2 separate regions of the Rattus norvegicus genome follow, and region 1 is linked to region 2. The links are chromatin contacts, called in public Hi-C maps. All regions are on one chromosome and are shown on one strand. The core of a region is the stretch at or near the end of the contact, and the rest is flanking DNA. Distances in the headings are between cores, read along the strand shown.

What was found. Hi-C and Micro-C count contacts between places; a contact is called where the count stands out from the background.
Region 1: a contact with region 2 is called in a Hi-C map of mammary epithelial cells, with 1.9 times the contacts expected there. The contact joins the promoter of Ak4 here to the enhancer-like site in region 2. A contact is called at or near these places in 3 of 12 Hi-C or Micro-C datasets (frontal cortex, mammary epithelial cells and prefrontal cortex).

The regions. Positions count from the first base shown.
Region 1 is chr5:121,152,729-121,159,151 of GRCr8, forward strand. It overlaps Ak4 (adenylate kinase 4), which reads left to right and starts at 2,408. Exons shown (of 5, transcript NM_017135.3): 1 at 2,408-2,553. The coding sequence starts at 2,409.
Region 2 is chr5:121,088,490-121,094,679 of GRCr8, forward strand. It overlaps LOC120102934 (a long non-coding RNA gene), which reads right to left. Exons shown (of 2, transcript XR_005504912.2): 1 at 3,417-6,190. Among named protein-coding and RNA genes, the nearest start is that of Mir101a, 9.8 kb to the left of the region's middle. Within about 2 kb of position 3,047, at least 42 of the 93 cell types and tissues checked have an H3K27ac peak or open chromatin away from gene starts, as enhancers often do.

The DNA.
Region 1 (6,423 bases), core at 1,158-3,657, 64 kb after region 2:
AGTTGTGTCAAGGTGAACAGCTTCAGGTTGCTTCCTCAGAAAGCACTTCTGTTTGCCAACTGTCTTTTTGAGGTCCCTAGAGACAGCCAAGTTCCTCACCAACAGCACCATCGTCCCTGTGGTGAACTATTAGAGCCTCCCTGCTGAATGGAGGACCCAGGGAAGGTGGCTCCCTTTGCATTTTGCAATAGGGTTTCTCTTGGAATCTGAAACTCATCAATTTGCTTGGACTAGTTAGCCAGTAAGCCTCAAGGATCCTGCTGTCTCCTCTTCCCAGCACTGTGTCCAACAGTTAATACACAGGTGCTGGGGCTGAATCCAAGTCCTCATGCCTTGGTGGCCCTCACTCGGCAAGATGTTTTAAACAAGCTCTCCAGGTGGTTCTGAGGTAGGCTCTTGTCTAACGATCAATCACTGTAAAGAACGATCAGCTGTTTTATTACAGAGCCTATGGCAGGAACACAAGAGATTGAAGCCCCCTCACACTAGAAGCCTTTCTCCTTGTTCTTCATCGAAAGGCTCATTGAAGGAGTGCACAGTAAAGTCTATAGCACACTGGGATATTTTAGGAAATGAGTTTACGGAACAAACGTTGGCACAGGGTTGGTGGCCTGAGTGTGTTGTCTTGCCAAGACTGTGTGTGGAATGGCAACCAGGGAAGCTGGGTTGGCAAGATACCATATCATGCTCTGTTCTCCACCACACGTGACAGCCAGGGATCTAGGAGGCTCTTTTCCACAGTGTCCCTACTGTGCTGTTTCTCACCCTCTCTCAGTTATGCTCAGAACTCCGCAAAGGATTCCAGCAAGGCAGGCAACCTTCCACCTCAGGAAGGAGGTGGGACACACCAAGGTGGGCAAGTAACAGAAATAGGTTTTTACTTTAGCCGTATTCCTCGTAACTGCAGAGAAAAGAGAAGGGTGCAGAAGACAGACTTACAGGTGATCATCCTAGTACTTGGATGGGACACTGAGGGCTTTCATGTAACTTGGAAACACAACTGGGAGAGTAGGCAGCAGGATTATAGTGACTGGTTACTATAATCCTGGTACTCAGAAGGCTGTGGCAAGAGCATCATCATGAGTTCAAGACCAGGCGAGGCTGTGAAGAGAAGCCCTGTCTCAAACCAAAACAAAGGCTGAAGCATGCGGGAGTCTAGGTTGGTATTTGTGAGGGGTAAGGAAAAGAAAGCCTCCATTTGAGTTGGTGAGTGGGGAGTTGGGAGTAACACATCTTAGGCACAGAAGCCCTGGAATCATCTGTCTGGTCGGAGTACAGCAAAAAGTCATCTTTCTCTTCCTCCTTTCCAGGGCGCTGGTTTTGGAGCCAGTCAAGGTTTCAGAATTTTGGCAGGGGCTCCATCATTTTTTGTTGTTGTATATCAAGCAAACAGAAAAGTGTTGGACACACAATAGGTTTTGTTTTGTTTTTGGAGACTGGGTCTCAATAAATAAGTAGTTCAGGTCCGCCCACAACTTTCTACTCTTGCCAGGGCTTGCTATGAATACTGGCGTAAGCTACTCTGGTTCAAGGGCTAGTCTCAGGCGATTTGATTCTCTCACAGGGATTAAAACAAGAAAAGATGTCCACTCTACATTGCTAAACATATGAACCAATAGTGAATATTCCAAGCCTTTCTCCAACGGTACCTGTAAAGGTTGCATAATAAAATCATACAGCCTAGAATTGGACACAGGGTAGGCGCTCAACAAGTTGTGTTTTTCCTTCTCCTTGACAATAGACCGGGTCCCCAGGCGGTTCCTTTCCCTCAGGGCGGCTCCATCTCCGTTCGCCCCCGCAGCTTCAGCCTGGCCCCGGACACGCCGGGAGGGGAGAGGAGGGGGCGCGGCGGCGGTAGAGAGGAGCCCGCTCCCGGCTTACGTAAGAAGCAGCGAGTCCCGCGCGGCCAGCCGGGCAGAGGCGGCGCCGCCCAGCGGGATCCGGGCTAAGTCTGGTCTCTCCTTTCCGCCGAGGTGTGTGTCTCTCCAGCTGCTTGGGGCGGAGGTGGGCCCCTCCAGTTGTGGGCAGCGGCCACTCTGGGGATGAGACAGTCACCGAGAAGCGGCCGGCGAGCTGCTCCCGCTCTGCCCACGTGTGGGGACCGGCACCGGCTTCCCGGAGTCGCACGCCTGGACTGGGCTGCAGGGAAGGACCCGGGTGGGTCTGACTGACCTCTGACCCCAAAGGGCCGAGCCTGCAGGTCGGGGAGTGAGGGTGAGGCTTGCGACGGTTCACCCGCGCAGCCCGGGCCGGAGGAGGTGGCGGAGGGCGGGGCCGAGGGGCGGGGCAGTCTTAAAAGCCCCCCCTTCCTTATAGGGGTGGCAGGCGAGTCCCGGCGTGCGGAAGGTGCTGAGGCAGGGGCTGCCGTGCAAAGTGCGCGGGCTGCTGTCCTGGCCACCGCCAAAGCCATGGCTTCCAAACTCCTGCGCGCAGTCATCCTGGGGCCGCCTGGCTCTGGCAAGGGCACGGTATGCGAAAGGATCGCCCAGAACTTTGGCCTCCAGCATCTCTCCAGCGGCCACTTGTTGCGGGAGAACCTAAAGACCAACACGGGTGAGGAGCCAAGGCGGGGGAGAAAGGGTAGTCGACCATCCTGGTGGGGTGGTCGGGCTGGGAGCGGGGCGGTCGCGGGCTCGGGTCCCCTTGGCGCCGGCGCCCTGCCCCCGCCCGCGTATGCCAGTGCGGGCTCGTACGTGCCGCGGCGCATGCAGCCGGCCGCCCGCCCGCCCGCGCGGCTTAACCGCGCCCGGAGGAGGCCGAGGCTGCTCGGCACCGCCTTCGATTGCAGTGGGCGCTCGCCAGTGCGGAGGACCCTGCACGACAGGCCGAGGGAAACGCGAGCCGCTCGGCGGGGACCCTAACTGGCCTCTCATGCGGTCTCCGGTAAGCAGAGCCCCTGGGTACCGTGCTGTGGTCCCGCTCAGCCGCAGGTCGTCTTCCCCGGCGAGAAGCGGAGCACCGCCCGCCGCCCACCTGTGGGAGTCGCGGCCGCCGGCGCGCAGGGACTCTGCGGCGCGCTCCCCCACGCCCCTCGCGCGCGCTCCAGCCTGGAGCTAAGTGCTGCGTGGCGGTGAAAGGCCTGTGGTCGCTGCAGGCGGCCGCGACAAACTGTCCCCTGTCCCCGCTAACTCCCCTCTTCCTCAAGCCCAGCTTGGCCGCCTGGAGACTTGTTTTAAAAGATTGCATTTTGAGTTCAGCTTTACTGCAAGTGGCACCCCGCTCGGTGGATGCGGTGAAGTTGGGGGTCTAGATCGTCCCATCTCCTAGTCTTGCAGTGCCTCCCTACTCTCCTTTCCTGGGCTCTTAGTTCTAGAGAAGGCTACTGTAGGGTGCAGACCCTCCTGGGATGCAGATGAGTGTAATTAGCATAACCCCCTTTGAAATGAGTTGCCCATGAAGTCCTTCCCTATTTCTGTTCTCATTTGTGTGCAAGGTGGTTATGGCTTGTTATGGGCTAGCTAATTGTTAATAGATCTTCATTTCAGAAACACCTAAGATCATGAACAGGTGGGTGGAGGACAGTGTTGGAAAGAACGCAGATTAAAAGCAACCACTTGAAGCATCTGAAAGGCGCCAGCTTTGATTGGATAATCCAGGGTACTTTCCCTCATACCTGTGTCTGAGATGGAAGCATTTACATGTAGCAGGTCTTCTAATAGTCTAGGCAGGTACCACACCACTGAACGACATCCAAAAATGGTTTTAAATTAAAATTTAATATCTTATTTATGTGTTATTTGAATGTGGTCCTAGCATTGTGTGTGCGGACCAGAGGCCTTGGGGCTTCCTGTCAAGTGCATTTATACTTTGAGTCACCTCACTGGCCCTTAGATTTGAGAAGTAGCTTATTAAGTTAGTAGTCATTCTTCTGTCTCAGTAACTGGGATTGTCGGTATACTGCACTCCTTTTTCTTTGCTGGGGATGGACCTTCATGCCTATGTGAATGCTAGAGAAGTACTGTCGTCCAGGCAGTCCCCCTCTAATGCACTTTCCGAATTTGGAATACAGTTTGGGAGGGGAGCAATACAGATGGAGGGGTTGTGCATAGGGTTGGGCTTCTCCCAGTAAGGCTCTAGGGAAAGCCAGATGAGTCAAGATAGCTTAGTATCCATTGCATGTCATAACGTCCTCCGCAGCTCCCTTCTGGAAAGAAGAGTTTTCACATAGAACAATCTGTGGCTAGACTATAGGCATTTTTTCTTTCTTTCTTTTTAATTGGGGAGTCTAGGTAGCTGCCTTTATTGGGTAGGCTGTCTGACCTCACTCAATGGCTGTGCACTTGATTTTGAAGCCACCATATACTTACATATAGTTGGTGGCCATGGTGCTGAGGCAGTTGGGGGTCTGGTAGCATAACGGTCAGGTGAATCTATTGAGGAGCTGCGTACCTCCATGATGCTTCTCTCAGGTTGGAGAAGGAAGCTGTCTCCCAGGCTCTCCTGCCCTTGCTGTGGAACATGAGGGCAAAGACTTCTTTATCACTGTACGAGTAGACCTGGATGCGGGAACTAGCTATGTAGGTCAGGCTGTCCTCAGACTCAGAGATCCATCTGCCTCTCCCTCCTGATTGCTGAGTTTAAAGGCCTGTGCCTCCCTCCACACATGGCTCTAAGATAAGAGATAGCTTATTTCTCTACTTAGGCATTTAGAAAGCTTTTTATTTTTACTTGGCTGTCTTTTGTTCTCCCCTTTAAAAAAAAAAGGCCAATTTATTATTTTACAAGTATGGATATTACATCTATATAAGAGCCACGTTTATGTCTAAAGAGGGCATCAGATCTACAGATGGTTGACATATGGTGGGTCCTGGGAGCCTGATCCAGGTCCTTTTGAGCACCCAGTGCTCCTGATGCTGAGCCCCCTCTCCAGCTCCCGTCATTACTTTAATTTTTCTTTCTCTTTTTTCCCGTTTGGTTTTTCAAGACAGGATTTCTCTGTAGTCCTGGCTGTCCTGAAACTCACTTTGTAGACCAGGCCAGCCTCAAACTCAGATTCTCCTGCTTCTGCCTCCCAAGTGTTGGGATTAAAGTCACATGTCACCATCACCCGAAATGTTTCTGTTGCCTTCGTTCCCCTACCCCTTTCTCTCATAGTAAGAGCGACTTTTAAATGCTTTTTGAAATCACCTTTTCTTTTTTGTTTCCCCACCATGAACTAATTAAAAGTCTTGGCCAGGGGAAAAATAGAAGTGAAAGACTGCAGTTTATTTTGAAATTGGCTTGTTCCAAGTTGACTTGGGCGTGATGTCACTGAATGTCGACAGAGGTCTAAGCGAGGGGCTTAGGGTGATGATGAAACACAGCAAACCCAGGAAGTCGAATCTTGTTGACAATTTAAATTGGGAAGTAGCTCAGCCATCTGCTGCAGCCTGGATTTGGGCAGGCTCTTGACTACATGGCTTGCCTCCTGCATGCCACAGTCTGGCAAAAATCGGCCCTGCAGGATCCATCTTCTTCCTCTGCACTTACGATGCTGATTGTATCAGCTGTTCGTTGACTATAGTGAAAGGGAGACTGATGGCTGTTTGTCTGCTGTGTCTGTATGCCTGATGCTGGGGGTGACTCGGGGAGGAGGTAGTGATGAAAATAATGTACCTCTATCCTCTATCTAGTTTTTTTGTTTTTTTCTTTTCTTTCTTTTTTTTTTTTTTTTTTTTTTTTTTTTGAGATGAGTCTGTGTGTGAACTCTGTTGGCCTGTGCCTTTCCTAGGTGCTAGCATTATAGGCATGTGCCAGGAGGAGCTACTTAGTGAATGTTGTGCCTCTTTTTTTCTTTTTTCTCTTTTATTTTTTTCGGAGATGGGGACCGAACCCAGGGCCTTGCGCTTCCTAGGTAAGCACTCTACCACTGAGCTAAATCCCCAGCCCCCTTATTGCACCTTCTTATAGCACGTTCTACCTCTGACACTGGGGTCTGCCAAACTTGATACACCACAGAGGGTTCATGTTCGCAATACCAAAGGGACAAGTCCAGCCGGAAGTTGAGTGTTGTACCAGAAGTTACATAGCCTGCTTCAGTTAGAGTAGTGCTCACAAGGGACTTGAGATTGGCTTCCTGATAGTTGTTTTTCCCTTGGCCTTTCCTAGATTGCCTGGGGCTGTACAGGCTGAGGCTTATCACATACCTTATCTGAGGGCCTGCCCCCAGGTCTATCGCTTGCATTTTCTTAGCACACACTATGAAGAAATTGGAAGACTTGCCTTAAATTTCAAGGAGCCGAGCTGTGCATTCTCTCACGGGGAATATTATGCTGCCTTTACCCCCACTCACGAGTGTATGTGTGTGTGTATGTGTGTGTGTGTGTGTGTGTGTGTGTGTGTGTGTGTGTGTGTAAAGCACTTGTGTATAGATAGACACACAAAGCTGGTATGGGGCTGGAGAGATGGCTCAGAGTCCTGAGCACTGGCTGTTCTTCCAGAGGA
Region 2 (6,190 bases), core at 1,797-4,296:
ACAACACACACACACACACACACACACACACACACACACACACACACACACAGAGTATTCCTGCTGTGCTAGAGTTTTGGGAGAGTCAGGAGTAGGCAATCCTGAGCTCTAAAGTAGGGGATGAAAGGAAAGGAAAAGACAAAGTAAATGAAGGTAACAGAAGACTGGCAACATCATTGACATGTGCCACAATTGCTACCCTATCACCTAGTGTCCTCAGATATATTGTTCCTCCTGGGAGACTTAAACAAGCAGCTGCTGGGAGGTACCTTAGTTTTCCCAAATTTCCTACAAGCCACTGCTACCTCCTTTAAAATGTTCCATGTTTTGTTAGTTTGTTTTTAACCTCCTGAAAAACAGACATTAGGAGGGCTGAGACGGAGAAATAGTTTCATGTGCTTGGGTCCCTGAGTTTTCACACGCATTACAGCAGTAGAAAGCAGATAGTTGATGAAGCTCTTTGCAATTAATCCATGGCTATAAAGACAGAATGCGGAGACCAAAGCAGTCCAGCTGCTGCAAGGTGTTAAATAAAGTAAGACTCACAAAAGTTACAAAGTTTCATGTGTGCCTTTAAATACTCTGTGGCCACATTTTTTAAAACTGAAATTAGCTGGACTTAATGGTGTTCACCTTTAGTCTCAGCACTCAGAAGGAAAGGGCAAGAGGATCTACAGGAGTTCGAGGCCAACCTGATCTACAGAGTGAGTTCCAGGACAGCCAGGGCTACACAGAGAACCCGTCTTGAAAATCCAAAAGGAAAACAACAAAAAACAAAAAAATCCCACTGAGCTAAAATTAGTAAGAGACATATTAATAACCTATTTTTCTTAAGTATAAGTATCCACTGTACTTATACTTAAAACATATCTTGGGTCCAGTACTGAATTTTCAAGAGATAGTTAATCTGTATTTAGATCCCAATACACACACACACACACACACATATATACATATATATACATATATATATGTATGTGTGTGTATATATATATGTGTATATATATATATATATGTGTGTGTGTGTGTGTGTGTGTGTGTGTGTGTGTGTGTGTGTGTGTTTTCCAAACAGTTAAGTTTCCAATACCTGAGTCATTTATGGGTTTTAAAATTTAAGTGGGTTTAAAACTTGATCTCATCAGCCTTTCTAGTTTAGATGGCTGGTGCCCAGGGTTGCTAGCAGCTACAGTAGTAGCTGGTACAGACTATTCTGTAAGCCACGTGGATTCTTTTAAACCTGAATCAGAATACAAGCCCTTACCCCACTGAGCAGCAAGTCTTGCTACAGTATACACCAACTGTTTCAGTATTTTCTTTTTCTACAAAAGTATTTTCTAAGCAGCTGTTTCTGGAAAGTGCTCCTTAGGGAGAAAGGTGTTGTCTCAAATCAGGAGCATATAGGAGAAGATTGGAGATACCAGCCAATTGTAGTGGCACACACCTTTTATCCCAGAGACAGGTGGATCTCTGAGTTCCAGGCTAGCCTGGTCTACAAAATGCCACGATAGCCAGAGCCCAACCAGGGTTAATTTCTGAGGAGAGAAAGCTTGACACTGGGCCGTCTTTGTCTAGGACATTAGTCACCCTGTGAAAGTTACAATTACTGTTTACACTAAGCCTCTCAACTTACCGAGAGCAGCTGCTGCATCCTCAGACTCCCTCTTTCTCAAGTACCCCTTCCTAGCTTCTGTCTACCAGGCTGGTCTACCAGGATTGCAGATCACAGTCCATGAGTCCTACTTTACACATATGCTTCCGTGTACATGCCAATACATATGAATAATAAACACCACACCTAATTATCACTCATTAGCCTCAATATACCAGCCAACCTTGAGAAAAGCATTTACTAACACTACCGCTTTCTCTTCCCTTTCACTCCGGGTCAAAGCTCACTTTGTTCCCTCAGCCGCTGATGTAAAAGTTGATCTCGTGAAGGAACTGGATTCCTAAGGTAGTTCTATTTTGAGCCTTCTTCCTGTTCTGAAACTAAAGTTGGAAGGGCTTAGTGGTGATGTCATGGAAGGGAGAAGTGCCTTCTTCAGAAGGGTCTTCTCTGGCAATTCTGAGGACACGTGGTGAATGATTCCCTTCTCAACAGCCCTCACCTCACCTTCCCTCAGGAGTCTCTGTTAGTCACTAGCCAGGAAGAAAATCAACTCTAATAGCAGGCAATCACGCTTGAATATGCAAAACACAATAAATGAAAAGACAGAGGAGAAAAAAAATGCCTAATTCTAGGATAAGGGTGGGGGGAGACTATCTTTCTCCATCCACTCCATCTAAACATCAAGAAGGACAGGAGCAAAAGAGGCTGCAGAAACAGCTGTTAGGAAGAATTTAGGAGGCTCTGGGAGGGGAATGCTACTGGGGGATTCGGACCGGAACTTGAGGATACCGTTCCCCTCACCCCCCAATCCCTTTTCTTTCCCTCCCTCCTGGAAGAGACTTAGGGCTGGGTGTGCCTTCTGCTTTGAGAGGCATTTGGCTCTGAAGAAAGGCAAGGGGCCAGGGTGCGGCCCACAGGGAATAGAAGCTTCGGCCTGGTTTGGGCTAAGTTTAATGGGAGATAGAGGAGACTGGGGAAGTGTAGATCTGAGTAAATTAATTCCACTGTGGAATTAAAAACAAAAACAAAAACAAAACCTCACTAGGGGCAGGGCAGGGGACACCTCTTTCTCAACTTAAACTCAAGAGTTCATTGCCGTTGGGGGAGGGGGGGTGACGGGGGAAGAAGGGTAAGGAAGAGACAAATTCTAATGTAAACTGTGAACTGCAACTTCTGGGGACTAGAGGGCTGACGTACCAACGCTATAAGCAGGTGAAAAGAAACACCTTTTACCAATTCTGGGGTGTCGAGGTCTGGCCAAACTCTGGTGGGCAGGGCACTGCCTGGCTTCTTAGCTCACCTCGCCTCCAAAGCGGGAAGAAGCATAGGTGTGGTCTTTCTCCAAGAAGGTGGCAGCTGGCTTCGCGGAGCCAGGGAAAGGATTCCTCACCGGGAAGGCGGGGAGGCGCCCTGGGGTCAGCTACGGCCAGAAGCCGGGGTCTCCGCCAAGTCCCCTCCCCCTCCTGAAAACCGACCTGGACTAGCATCGATTATAGCAACACGCTCTCGCCTTCCCAATAATCTCGCTAGTAATTATAATAATAATAACCCTAGCCCCTCTGTCCCATATTTGAAACAAACAAACAAAACCCCAAAGCCCTGAGAGGTGGAAATAAACAGGTGAGTCCAGGGAGAAGCGGGAAAGAGTGGGGATAAGGGGTGGGGGGGCGTTCCCGAACGTGAGGGGAAACAGAGGTTCTCTCAACCTCTCTCCATTCTCCCTGCCCATAAGAGTCTGCGTGACAGGGTAGGAACCCCAAAGCCCCCTGTGACAGCCTTCCCGCAGCCCGCGTCCCCGCCTGCCTACCCTAGGCTCCAGTGTCCTGGCTTCGGGGACCGCGCGGCGCTCGCCCTCACCCCGGCCCGCCACCGCTGCCGTGGGGACTCCGCTCTTCCTCTCTCCGCCTCCTCCTCGAAGACTCCTCCTGCCGGATCCGTCATGTAAACAACATCCCGGCTCTATTTCCAGCGGCCGCGGGACGGCGAGGGAACCACGCCAGCGCCCAGCCAACCGGGCGGGGGTGGGGGGAAAAAGCGAGTGCGCCACAGCTCCGGGCCCGGCCCCGCGCTGCCGCCCCGCGCGGTCCGCCGCCTACCGGAGCTGGCGCCGTGCTACCATGGGCGTCCGACTGCAGCCCCCGCCCCCGCCGCCGTCTCCGGGCTCCGGGGCACCGGGCCGGCCCGAGTGCGAGCGCCGTGCGCGCGCCGCAGAGCCGCTCTCCGCGCCCCGCCGGCCGGCCAGGGCGCGCCGCCAGCCCGGGGTCGAGAGCGCAGCACCCGGAGCGCGCACATGGACGCCGCCCCCGCGGCCGCGCGCGCCCCGCACCCACCTGAGCCCTCGGGGGTCCCGAGCCCCCCTTCCTTTGTTCTTCCCGCTATTTGCATGAGGATTATCTAATGACGCAGCAAGGCTCGCCACAACGTGACCGTCGCCATTTTTCTGTTTTTATTCTAGCTTTGCCATGTGATAGATTGGGGAGGGGGGTGGAAAAGGGAGACAGGATTGAAAAAAAAAAAAAAACTTCCGGGTCTCATGACCGGGAACGGAGAAAAACAAAAGGGAGACGAGACACAACTCCGGGCGAAGGACGTGGTGCGTGCGCGCGCGTGCGCGTCCGCCTCTCCCTGCCCGGGAGCCAGAGACTGGGGCGCTTGGAGCATCTTCCCGTCATCTGGGTCTGCGGATCCTGGCTGTGCGGGTTGTGTGCTCCAGCCTTCTGCTGGGTACCAGGCTGCCTGCCCTCTCCTGGCTCCAGTGGCCCAGGGGTCTATTCAGTTGACAGAATTGAAAGACCGCTGCATTTTCTAAGTTGTAAAACAGTTCGCTCTGATGCTGGTCCTTGCCACCACCGCGTGGCGAGGGCAGGCAGAATCAGACCAGTTCGGATTTTCTTTCTGCTCCCCTTTCGCTCTTTTCCTAAAGGGGGACGCACAGCTTAGGGAGAGTTTGTGACATTGCAGGCTGGCTTTTTTTGTTTGTTTTGTTTGGGGGAGGGCTTTGCATCGTGGCTGGATTTATTGAGGTAGAAATTTCAATAAATGGTTGTTGAGTGCCAGAGACGGTTGAGGAGACTGCTGCAGAGACTTGGACCGATTCGTGTTCTACCGTGTTAATTCACATCCACAGGATGCGATAGGTGCCCCGTGTTCACAGTTGCTGAAAGGATAAATGTCTGGAACCCTGCCAGGTCTCTCAGTGATAGAGCTTGGTGCTTTAGGTTACTAGTGTGTGTTCCTTCGAGAGCTTTCACTTTTGTTTCTCTTCTGAGTGCCTCTCCTATGATTGAAAGCAGAAGTGGGCCTTAACATTGACTAGGGCGCTGCAACTTACAGATGAGAAACGCAGCGTAGCTCTAGGCCAAATACCGAGTTGGAGCCCAGTTTGGATGAGGCATGACATCTGAGGGGTACAGCGGAGCCTAGTACTGTGCAGGTGTGGTTCCGTCTTGTAACATTCATGTGCCTAGAACCTAAAGACACTAACCCCTCAGGACTGCTGTGGCGGTTCATGACCTCTTTCCGACACCTCTCTTGAGTTTTGACTCAAACATGTGTGCGAACTCAGCTCCTTTTCCCTTTCTGCTGGAGAGCGTGCCTTGTCATTGAACAGGGCAACATGGTTACTATGAAGTATAACTGTTCTGGTGGCAGAGTTGAAAGCTCCTTCTTGTGCCATCGTGTCCTCGTAATATTTATTTCACGGTGCCTTTTAGGGAATTTAGGACAATGCTTTTCTGCTATTGGGGACAAGCTTTGAGAACGACGGCTCTCTATAGTCCGCACTATTTTCTTGCCATAAAAGCCAAGGGGAGGCTTGAAGAGACCTTTCCCACAATCCAATCCTGGCCAGTCTAGGAAATTCCTTGCATGTTTCCGGTAACGGTTGGACAGAAGACGTTTCATGACTCTTACACCTTTTACCGACCATTCCTGGCAGGCTTCTTTGGTTGCCCATCCAAGCAAAACATACTTTGTTCTCTCAACTTTTTAAACTAACTGCTTTCCCCCTTCTTTTTTTTTTCCCCCTCTATATTGGCTCCTCTCCTTTGAATTCTCTCTAATTCAAATAAATAAATTAGTCATGCTGACTCTTGCTCTTTTGCTTTCATGGACTAGATTATAAATGCTTGAAGTTTGAGCTGCGATTTAAATCTTGTTGAGTCAGGAATCAAATCATAGGCTCCATGTTTTCCTTGGGGGATGAGGGAGCGTAGGAACTGAACTTAATGTATGCTAGGGAAACAGTGTCCCTGGTCTGAACCTCTAGGTCTGGGATCCTATGAATTAGGAACAGGCCAAAAAGGGGCTGTTGAAAAGATGCTAGCTAGCTTCGGGACAGGATTCCACATTTACAACGTCAAAAGGTTGGGAAATAAATGCTTCATCCAATTCTATTTACAGCTCCAAGGAGCATATTGTTAAAGTCAATATTTTAACAATATTGATTCTGCTGCATAGCTGTGTATATCTGCGTCTATGACTAGGACAGATAATAGCTAGAGGCCCCATGTGCTACTCTAGATAACCACAGGAATGGTCATAGCTTAGCTATAGCACCATCAGCTTTCACTGAAGTGGGAA